4 separate regions of the Mus musculus genome follow, and regions 1, 3 and 4 are each linked to region 2. Evidence: chromatin contacts called from public Hi-C and promoter capture Hi-C data. All regions are on one chromosome and are shown on one strand. The core of a region is the stretch at or near the end of the contact, and the rest is flanking DNA. Distances in the headings are between cores, read along the strand shown. Region 1 holds the start of Helb (helicase (DNA) B). Region 2 holds the start of Rab21 (RAB21, member RAS oncogene family). Region 3 holds the start of Zdhhc17 (zinc finger, DHHC domain containing 17). Region 4 holds the start of Osbpl8 (oxysterol binding protein-like 8).

What was found. Promoter capture Hi-C pulls out the DNA fragments that hold promoters and counts their contacts. A called contact is a pair of places that touch in the nucleus more often than the background predicts.
Region 1: a Hi-C map of B cells shows a contact between it and region 2, with 5 read pairs. The contact joins the promoter of Helb here to the promoter of Rab21 in region 2. A contact is called at or near these places in 1 of 39 promoter capture datasets (pre-B cells) and 1 of 484 Hi-C or Micro-C datasets (B cells).
Region 3: a promoter capture Hi-C map of pre-B cells shows a contact between it and region 2. The contact joins the promoter of Zdhhc17 here to the promoter of Rab21 in region 2. A contact is called at or near these places in 2 of 39 promoter capture datasets (erythroid cells and pre-B cells).
Region 4: a contact with region 2 is called in a Hi-C map of CD4 T cells, with 4 times the contacts expected there. The contact joins the promoter of Osbpl8 here to the promoter of Rab21 in region 2. A contact is called at or near these places in 1 of 39 promoter capture datasets (pre-B cells) and 1 of 484 Hi-C or Micro-C datasets (CD4 T cells).

The regions. Positions count from the first base shown.
Region 1 is chr10:120,111,570-120,114,269 of GRCm38.p6, reverse strand. Helb (helicase (DNA) B) reads left to right here and starts at 1,305. Exons shown (of 13, transcript NM_080446.2): 1 at 1,305-1,585. The coding sequence starts at 1,408.
Region 2 is chr10:115,314,166-115,316,865 of GRCm38.p6, reverse strand. It overlaps Rab21 (RAB21, member RAS oncogene family), which reads left to right and starts at 1,275. Exons shown (of 7, transcript NM_024454.1): 1 at 1,275-1,672. The coding sequence starts at 1,520.
Region 3 is chr10:111,008,743-111,011,442 of GRCm38.p6, reverse strand. It overlaps Zdhhc17 (zinc finger, DHHC domain containing 17), which reads left to right and starts at 1,377. Exons shown (of 17, transcript NM_172554.2): 1 at 1,377-1,505. The coding sequence starts at 1,413.
Region 4 is chr10:111,163,429-111,166,166 of GRCm38.p6, reverse strand. Osbpl8 (oxysterol binding protein-like 8) reads right to left here and starts at 1,365. Exons shown (of 24, transcript NM_175489.3): 1 at 971-1,365.

The DNA.
Region 1 (2,700 bases), core at 56-2,555, 4.8 Mb before region 2:
ACAGCCTGGAAGTTTTGCTTTGGGTATGCAGAGTGCACAGACACATATGCTAGCAAAAAAAAAAAAAAAAAAAAAAAACCTCACGCACATGAAAAAAAAAGGAATCTAAAAGAAAGATGCCTGTGCGTATTCGTTATGGTTGATCCTATGCACGTGACATTTGGGTATGACAAATGCCTTTATTAGAAACCAGCAACACAGCTTTGGGGTTTAATAAAAACATAGTTTTTAGGATTAACGTTAGGATAATTACATAATAAACAATAACCTTAAAGTAAAATAGTATTTTATAGCGCCCCTTAAAGGGCACCGCGACTTTTAAACACTATCCATCTAGAGAACCGCGGCCGCAGTATTCAGCTTTTGTTCTTTTTTTTTTCTTTTCTTCTTTTTTTCTTTCGAGACAGGGTTTCTCTGTATAGCCCTGGCTGTCCTGGAACTCACTTTGTAGACCAGGCTGGCCTCGAACTCAGAAATCTGCCTGCCTCTGCCTCCCTAGTGCTGGGATTAAAGGCATGCGCCACCAAGCCCGGCTGTTCTTTTTTTTTCTATCTCAAGTCTGCATATTCTCTGGGCTACAAGTCCCCACCTTTTGCTTTACTGAAAACAGGAACTAGGGCGGTGGACCTAGAGTGTGTTCCAGGTCAGCCAGGGCTACACAGAGAAACCCTATCTCGAAAAAACAACAAAACAAAACAAAACAAAACAAAACAAAACAAAACAAAACAAAAAGAAGTCGAGGAGAGTAGTATATAAACGGGAAAGAAAGCCAGTGGTTTCCAAAGCGGGAAAAGCATAAAAATGGACAACCCAGGTCATGCATTAAAAATGAGAAAGTACATCACAACTTTAACTCCCAATGCAGAGGATATATACAAAGGGACCTAGTTATCTACTTGGATAAATGCCCTCCCTACATGATGTAAATTCAACTTCTCCGCGGCGCTTTTACGTGTAAGGAGGCACCTAGCCGTCGCCACCACGCTCTCCGGATTGGAGATTCACTCTTTTGGGTAGTGCCCCAAGGTCTTTAGAGGCCTCTGCTGTGTTCTTTTTAAGAGAGCGGGCAGAGGATGCCCTGCTTTCCCGGGGTTCTCTGCGCCCAAGAGTCGTGACCTTTCACCACGTCTCCTTCTCCGCAGGAAACGCCCAGCACCTCTAAAAAGAGCAGTTCTGAAACTGTCAGCAGCCAGCCCGCCGTGGTACCTCCCAGCCTGCTGGTCCCGCCTGTCACCAGTCTCCTCCTTTGGGGCGGAGCATCGCTCAGACCACGCCCCCATACCGCCCGCCTCCTGGATGTTCCCGGAAGCTGACCGGCTTACCCGGGTCGAGTTGATTGGTTGCAGTTTTGGACACCGCGCGCCAGGTTTTGTAGAGTTGTTTTGAGCCAAGTTCGCCGAAGAGATAATGGCTAGGCAGGATCGTCTGCGCGAGCTCCTGGGCCCTCTGCACCCGTACAAGAGCGACGACGAGGAGGAGGATTGTGCGCAGGAGGAGGAGGGGGAGCAGGAGGAGGAGTTTGTGGATGCCGAGGAACTCTGCAGCGGGGGCATCAAGGCGGGCAGCCTCCCTGGGCGCGCGCGAGGTGAGCCAGCGCCAGCCGGGCCGGGTTGGCAGGGGTCAAAGAAGTATTTTCGATTCTCACTGCCCGGCACCCAGCGTCCTTGACTGTTGACAGACAGACCTGTGGTGTGACTGGCTGCTTCACCGTACTTAGATGTGGTAGTAATAGTCGTAATGACTCAGAGCACATACTGTGTTAAGCTTGGTTTTTTCATATATCGTCTCGCTTAAAGTTAACAGTTGGGGGTAGTTTTACAGTCGAGGAAATAGATGCACCCTCATTCCCACCCAGAAACAGAATCCTTTAATTATTGTACCACGCTGGCTGAATAAGAGACGGAGTTGCTGTTAAGCAACTTTGAGAAAAAGAGCAAGCGCGCGGAAACACACGGCCACACACACACACACACACACACTCACATACACACAGATTTACACATATACATACACACATACATAAACACACTCATACACATTTACACACATACACTTACACATACATATACATGCCCACACATTCACACATACATGTTCATACACACACACACACACACACACATTGTATTTTCATGGTCTAGTACAGTAATAGCTGCTGACCAGGACCATGTGTGGCAACTGACCATTGGCAATTTAAACACAACTTTGGCTGTGTTTGAAATTAAATAGAAAGGATTACATGTTGATGGAAGTGTAACTGGCTATCCTGGCCAAGCATTTGCTACTGGGACAGGCCAGGGAGAGAAAATGGCGAAGTTGCTGTCTCAGTGGAAATACTACTTGTGAATTAAGCAGCCATTTTGGTTTTTTTTTTTTTTTGAGATTTATTTATTTTGTGTACATGAGTGCTCTATCTGCATCTATACCTGCATACCAGAAGAGGGCATCAGATCCCATTATAGATGATTGCGAACCACCATGTGGTTGCTGGGAATTGAATTCAGGACCTCTGGCAGAGCAGCCAGTGCTCTTGGCTGAGCCATCATGTCTATAGCACCTAGGCAGACATTCTTTAATCAGAGAAGTAACCCCAACTTAGTACTTAGTACCAGACAGCACTTGGAGAAGTGACATTCATGAGATGCAGACACGGCTTTGCTAAAGAAGTCCGCTGAGCTGAGCTCTGTGGTAACTGTAGGA
Region 2 (2,700 bases), core at 26-2,525:
TTCCTATTTGCATTATTATTGTAAATATTATCATTATTATTATTACTGAAATGGTGTCTTGCTATGTAGCTCCAATTAGCTTAGAGCTCACAATTCAAAAGAGGCTGGCCTTGAACTTAAAGGTAATGTCTCTGATTTCTTGTCTGACTTCTTGTCACACGTCAATGTCGGATGCTCCTTTCTACTTCACGGCTCTCCTTTTTGCCGAAGATACTCCTAACAAAAGGCAGCTTTCTCCAGGAAGCTCTTCTAGGACGCTAACTCAGCTAGCTTCCCATGTATCTTTGTAAAACATTCTGAATTGCTTCTCCTTAAAAAGCATGCAGTGTGTAAATTGCGCATGCGTTGTTTCCTTGGTTAAAAATGTAAGCTCTCTGAGGACAGAGACATTGTATCTAATGCGACACAGAGAATGGCAAGCATTGGCTACATTCACGCCCTCGTTGAATGAACGAATGAGCTGCCTTTAAGTTGAAGTGTAAAATTAGTCTGATGAGATGAAAGTTTATTTTAAGTGACACCAAACTACAAAATTTCAGAAATACCAGGTTGCTTTCTTGGAAAGTGTATTTCATGAAATAAAATGGAAACACAGGAAGAAAAAATAAGCAATCGTCCAATAAACCAGACCCATCAAAGTGGACTCAGCATAGACAGAAATCCTGGGGAACCAGGAGTGATGACTGATGATGGGACCGCATTTATTCTTAGCCTGGGCTTTTAGGGCTGGAAACGGAGAGAAGTTAAGTCTTCTGCAATCCTTGCTCTTAAACCTACAACCGAATCGGAATTCCACCGAGTGTGGCAAGCAGCGATAAAGAAGGCGCACCATTGTTAGGAAATATCTCGGTGAGGAAGTGAGTAAGAGGGATGGAAGGATGTGGGAAGGTCTGGGTGGTCAGGGAAGCCTTTCCGGTTTAAGCTGAGACCTGGACGATGACTCGAGGACCTGGCCGTGTGGACGAACTGTAAAGTTCATGAGCCCGGATTTGTGCGCCCAGAGAAAGAGACTCAAGGGCACCTTGGCCGGACTTTGCGTGTGATGACCCCTGGTGTGATGGCTATCCGCTTTGGGACCATTCCTCGGGCCGGGCGATCATGTCCTGTATTCTATTCCATCAGAGTGGGGTCAGATCGCAAAGATCAGCTCCTTCCCACCGCAGGATTCCCGGGATGCTGAGCCGGTTCGTGCGGACGCGGAAACAGGCCCAGGCTCGCCCGCCGCCGACTCCGCCCACCGCGGTCACGTGACGAGGGGTGTGACGTAGGAGGAAGGAGACGCCATTAGAGGGAGGAGAGGCAGCTCTCCCCTAGCCTCGGGTCCCTGACGTGGTGGCCGGGGCCCTTCATTCTGGGACTTTCTCTCGGCCCTCGCAGGCCTCGCCCGCGGAAGGACGCGGCGAGCACCGGGCTCGGCGGGGCGTGAAAGAGCCGGGCCCGGGAGGAGCGGGCGCCCCGGCGGCGGCGGTGCGGGGTTCGGCGCGGCGCTGGGCTCGGGCGGCGGGGTAGCGGCGGCGGGATGGCTGCGGCCGGCGGCGGGGCGGCGGCGGCGGCGGGCCGAGCCTACTCCTTCAAGGTGGTGCTGCTCGGGGAAGGCTGCGTGGGGAAGACGTCGCTGGTGCTGCGCTACTGCGAGAACAAGTTCAACGACAAGCACATCACCACCCTGCAGGTGCAGACCCCGGGGAGCCGGGCTGGGGACCCGCGCCCGCTCCTCTGCCTCTGGCCTGTCAAACCCCCTTCCCTGCCTTCCCATTGCCTTTTGCAATCGCTTTGGGGACCCGCGGGCCTCAGCACACGGTAGATGTCAAGACCCACAGTGGGGAGGGAGAGGACCCGGAAAAGTCCCCAGTTGCCGGTGGAGGCTGCGCAGGTCGGGGAGTCCCCCGGTCTGCGTGCTGGTTTTCCCCTCTGATGGGCTTCGGCTGGGGACACCAGGTGTTTTCACTCTGTGGTCTCCGAGACCATCAGCCCTTCTTCTTTCTTCGCCAAGTAGGAACTCGGATACGGATTAGAATTTGCGAACGAGGTGGTTTGTAACTTCCAGAGCGTACTGATGACTAAGTGTTTATGCAAGTTCCATTTTGTCCTGCTTTCAAAGTAAATGGAGTGGTAAAACACCCGTCGTTGGAGGGTTTTTTTGTTTTTGTTTTAAACGACTGTTTGCTGCTTGTCGGTTACCCCGTTTCTTTGCAGCCTTCTTGTGTCCGGACGTGTGGCTTCCTTATTCTTTGGGGTTTGATCTTATCCGCGTTGAAACATCGTGTTGCGTAGTGGCCAGCAATCGGTCTTCAAACTAAAAAAAAAAAATCTAGGCACTGCTGCTACACGTTTTCTTTACTGTCAGGCCATAAAACGCTGGCTTTCTTCTACAGTTCCATTGGAAGTGTGGAAGTGTTACAATGTAATTGAAAGTGAAACCAGGCCATTGAAGGATCTGCGATCTCCCTGGTCTCCTTAAAAAAAAAAATCAGTTTGCATGTGTTCGAAGGAATTTATCTATTAACATGTCTTGATCAGACTGTCCAGAGGCTAAAAAAGCTAGTGATCTTGAGTTTGGGCGTCTGGATCCATATCCTACCCCCATTTATTTCCATAGCCCCGTGATCTTAGGTAAATTGCTTAACCGTGCATCCCTGGGTTTCTACTGCTACTGTACTCATAATGATTATATCTAGTGCACAGAGTTGTCAAGGTAAA
Region 3 (2,700 bases), core at 128-2,627, 4.3 Mb after region 2:
AAAGAAAAAAAAAAAAAGAAGAAAAGAAAATCGGTCCGTGCCGGAAGGAAAAGCCCTGCTGAGAGGATACACACAGAGACAGGCAGCGCCAAAGAGACCGCTTCTTTCCCCCCACCAGAAGCAGCTATAAAATAGCATATTCATCCTTTTTCTGAGTGATTACTGCCCGTTTACCGACGAATACTAGGTCTACTTTGCCGTTTTCATTTGTTACTGGGAGAGCACAGTATTGAACGGACCTAGCCTCGTGATCTCGTCCAATGCCTTGTTACTCCTGGTTTTTCCTCACCTCCTCAGAATCGATTATGTCCAATCCAGAACCGATCTCAGCTCTCCCCAGACCCTCCTCAGATTCTTTTGGCGGGAATATAAACCTTACAAAGGGGTTTCCTCTTCCATGCCCCATCCTTTTTTCCTCTGACGTGCCTTCCTCCCGATCTACCAGTAAATCTGGCTTTGTCCGACTGCAGGTTTTTTCCCCTCTGGTGATCTTTGGCTGATTTGGCTTTGACAGGGGACTGGTTAGTATCAGAATCTCTAATCAGATCGCTCTTTGCTAAATGTTCCCTGGCGCTGTAGAGATTTACAATCCCTAGTAGCCCAAACCAGAAACAAATCCTTTCTGCAATTGTTCCATCAGCCCCCTCCCAACCCCAATATCCTCTTAAAGCCGGCTTTAATCATTTTTATCTGGGTCACACTCTAGAGCTTTCATTTTAAAAAGGTTTCACTTTTGAATCCCCGGGTCCCTATTAAAATGCAGCAGATGGGAAAGTGTGGGGCTTTGACCTTGTCAAAAGCAAGGATTTTAAAAAAAAATGCCCTAGCTCAATCGCAAAGAGGGCATCACACAACAAAAGCTTTTTCAAGGAAGCCAATTTTTTTTTTTTTTTTTTTTGTCCTTGCTTCTCCCGGTGTCCCCGAGGCACAGGTGCGGAGGCGAGGAGAACGCATCCTTGCTCTCCCAGGGTCACACCCTAAGCCCTTCCAGCCCTTGGAAGGCTCGGGACCCTGCCCTGCGCGGCTCTGGATCTCCGTCTTGTGTCGCGCGCGGCCTTTCCCGGGTGGCCGGAGCCGAGGAGCAGCAGCAGCAGCAGCAGCAGCATCGGCCTCCGACCGGGACCCGCCCCCGGGCCGCGGCGCCCACGCCCAACGCGGTCCGCTGCCCCGGCGCAGTGCAGCAGAGAGCACACTCCAGCCCCGGGCCGGGTCGGGCCGGGCCGGCGCACGCGCATCGGGACCCGCGCCCTCCGCGGCGGGAGGGGCTGAGGGGGCGTCCCGGGGGCTCGGAGGGAAGAGGAGGTGGCGGCGGTGGCGGTGGCGCCGCGTCGCCCTCATCCGGGCTCGCGCTCGCCCTCGCGCTCGCCCTCCGCCTTGCCGAGCCCCGCGAGGCTGAAACGCTTTCTCCCAGCATGCAGCGGGAGGAGGGATTTAACACCAAGATGGCGGACGGCCCGGATGAGTACGAGACCGAAACGGGCTGCGTGCCCCTTCTCCACCCGGAGGTGAGGGACGGCGCCGAGCGCCTTCCCGGGACCCTGCGGTCCCGCGGCCTCGCTCCCTCAGCCTCGCCCGGGGCGGCGGCCGAGGCGTCCGGCGCGGTGACCTGTGGCGGGACCCCGGGGGAGGCTGAAGAAAGCGAGTCCAGGCCCGAGCGCGGCGGCGAGCGAGCGGATAACGGGGGAGGAGATAGCGGGGCGGGCCCGGCCGGGGCGGGCTCTGGGACGCCGTCCCTGGCGGTGCCTGGAGGACAGAGGTGGGGATGGCGATGGTCCTGTGGTGTCGCCGCGCTGCCTGCGGGTGCAGGGGCGACGGGGGCCTGCTGACACTTTGGAACCTCGGCCGGAGCCCCTGGTCTCGCTCCAAGCCTCCCCAGGCAGGGGAGGCAGCCGATCTGCTGTTTGGTTTTAACTCTCTCCTCGTCCCCTCTTTCTCGGTGGCGGATGACACGACCCTTCCCATCAGTTCACTCGTTCCCCGGGGATCGTAGTTTTCCTGGGCAAAGTGATGTCCTTCCAGATTATGCCATAGCAACCAGCTCGCCGCTGGGGACAGCGAATTTCGGGGTGTGTTTGCCCTTAGGCTATTAAAAAGAAAAGAAAAGAAAACAACAAAAAAACAAAAAGAGAGAGGGTCTGAACTTTGGCGAATAAACGCACGCACCCATTAGCTTGTCACAAAGTAGCGCTGTTTGGGGACTGTCAGGGAGGGTAGACAGCGCAACACGTTTCCCACCGTTTTTTCTTTTGTATCTCCTGGACGGGAACAGTTTTCTCTGCCGGAGCCGTCAGGTTCTGCCCGTTGTTTACCTCCCAGTTTGTAGCTGAGTTTGTGTTTAGTAAAGGCCTGGAAGCAATTCTTTGTGTATCCAGGTTTGTTGATTATTATTATTATTATTATTATTATTATTATTATTATCATCGGTGCACGGTGAGATGCGGGGAGGGCAGGAAAGTGTAGCGCAGCTTCCTGCAGAACTCAGGTCGTGTTTTGAGGTTGAGAATGGTGTCCAGATCCGTGGTGTTCGAATAAACGTGGTTACTTTGCATTCGATTGATTTTATTTCTTCCTGGCTTTTGTGTCTTGTTTTTTTTTTTTTAATTGTAAATACAAAGGACCACTTTCGTATTAATACCCTATTATCTCTTAACTTGATCATACACACACACACACACACACACACACACACACACACACATA
Region 4 (2,738 bases), core at 116-2,615, 4.2 Mb after region 2:
GGTTGTTTACAGTGAAATTACTTTGAAGAATTCCCTGCTAACCCAAGGTATTCTAATACTACTGTTACTTAAGTCTTCCAGCAGCAAAAAGGCACAAACTTCATTAAGTTATTGAAAGCAGATATGCTATCGTCAGATAAGTGTTCCCATCTGTTTAGAGACGAACCCAAGTTAACTTATTTCAGACGGCATTTAGTTAAAATGAAATTAGGTTATGTTTCACGACGCAGATGTCGCTCACAAAGAAGTGTTAAATGACTTTAGTGAATGGAAAATCTGCATCTACTGTTGCTTCGCATCAGCCGGTCTTGAGTGGGTTGCTCAATGAAGCAAAAGCATGCTCCATATGAAACTCCCTGGAACCTGATTACACTCTCCACAGCTTAGCCGCAAACAAAACGTAAAAAAAAAAAAAAAAAAAGTGCAACGAAGACACCGCCTTTTCTCCAGTGTGGCAAGAAGGCCAACGGAGCTGAGGTTTAAGGAACACCGCGACAGTCTCTGCAAAGGCGGGTGCGGTCCGCCTGCGAGCGGCACAACCTCTTCAGGGGCTGTCACAGGAAAACCCCAAGCCTTGCCTTAACCGCCCGGGGCGACAAAGCGCCAGGTTTTCACCCCCTGCGCGGGGGGCTTCCGGCGAGCCCCGGCGTCGCCCTGTCAAACTTCGGGAGGGGCAGACACACTCGGGACCCGGAACGCCGCCGAGCCGCCCCCGCCCCCATCCCAGGTCCCCACTGGGCTTTGTACCGCTGCAGACGCACCTACCGCGGGCCCCAAAAAACACGCCACCCCCGCCAGCCCTGCCAATCTCCCTCTCAGAAGGGACAAAGGAGAGGCAGGAGGGGAACTCGCGGCGCGGGGTACCCACGAGTGCCCACAGCCCGAGCTCAGAACGTAGGACTGAGGGACTACAGTCACCCCAAAAGGCACGACTCCGCTGCTCCCCAACACCGGGCTGAGCGCCACTCACCGATGCGGAGCCCCAGAGGAGGCGGCCCGCAGGGAGCAGGCTTCCGTGGGATCACAGGGACGCCGGAGTCCGGGGCCTTAGTGTCCGGTGGGACCCCCCCTCCTCAACTTCTCTCGGCTGCGGTCGCCCGCGGGAACTGAGAGCCAGCCCGGACGGAGAGCACAGGCGAGCCGCGGCGGGGGCTCGGCCCGGAGCGGCGAGCGAACTCGGGCTCCTCCGCCCGCGGGCCAGGGCGGAACCTCTTCCTTCTCTACCGCTACCGCTCTCGGCGGTGGCCGAGTCGAACGCCGCTGCCGCCCCGGCTGCCGCTGCCGCTGCCGCTGCCGCTACCACCGCCGCCCAGCTGGGAGCGCGTCGCAGCAGAATGCTGTCATCCGCCCTGACACCGCCTTTCTGGGCGCCGCGAGCCGCCACCAGCCTTCACATCCCAAGGCCCGCCCCTCTCGCAGCCCCGCCCCCAGCCCGGGCCTGGGCCACGCCCCCTTCCCGTCACGTGACGCCGCAAGGAGGCGGTCCCCGGGTAGCTTCTGCTGGGCGGGCGCGCAGAGGCAGCTGCTGGCAGCTCGTGGTGATGGCGAGCTGTCATGTCACCTCCCCTCCGCTCCCCTCCCCGCCCTCGAGGTTCCCTCTCAGGAAGCCCTGGGGTGGAGGGCCGGCTACCCGCAGGTCTCTGAAGTGCTCGCTGGGCAGGACCCGCCTCCCGACCTCTGGCCGGGCCCACAGAGGAGGCTGCCAGGAGAAATTGGGGCTTGAGAAGCAGCCAGGAGTCCCTGCTGCCTAAGTTCCAATGACACGTTCACTGTGGTGTCTCATTAGCTGTTGGCCTCACAGGAGGTTTGAGATGTAGACTTCAGTCACGCTGGGATGAAAATAGCCTAGCAGGCTTTCTTGTTATTGTTCCTAGTCATGTTCAGAATCCTGGGTGCCAGCTTTTACAGTCATGAAGTTTTACAGTGAGGTTGGTGACGGTTTTAGCGACGTGGCAAGTTGATAGTACCTCTCAATTTGAACAGAAAGCCTAATTTAACTCTTCGGATTTTGTTGTTGTTGTTGTTGTTTTGTACCTCAACTCTTGGCTTTTTTTGTTTTTTGTTTTTTTAACCATGACCCCAGAAATCCCTCCCCATCCTGTGGAGAGGAAAGGGGCAGAACTCATCACTGGAAGAAAGCCAGTTACAATACAGAAGAAGAGAAAAGCGACCTAACAGTGCAGAAGGAGGAATGAGCTGCCTCTAACAAGGCCATTCTCTACGATAAAAATTCAATTCCTTATTCCTTTATCCTTCTACTCTGGAACCAAGAATTTTTTTTTTAACTTTACACAATTTCCATTACATTTCTTGACAGGAAATCAGATGACATTCTGATCGTTTGGATACTTAAGTAGGCCATAGGATTCTGCCTGTTACTGATGTATTTCATAGCAGCTCTAAAAAATTTGCAGACGTGGCCATTTTGTTGCCCAAAGAAAGAGCAATTTACTGCTCAGTTAAATAATGCCAGGCCGCTGATCTTTAAAACACATCTTGATGCAGCTATGTTAACATTTGAAAAACAATTAGATTTTGTCATGAAGGACTGTTCCAATGAGGGAAAGATTCTGCCACATTCTTCTGTTAAGAAACCTAAGAAATTATATTTGTATTTTACATAAACATAAGGGAAGTTTATTGTTTTCTTGTTTTGTTTGTTTTTCTTGCTTGATTGTTTTGTTTTGTTTTGTTTTTCAAAGAGACAGGGTTTCTCTGTGTAACCCTAGATGTCCTGG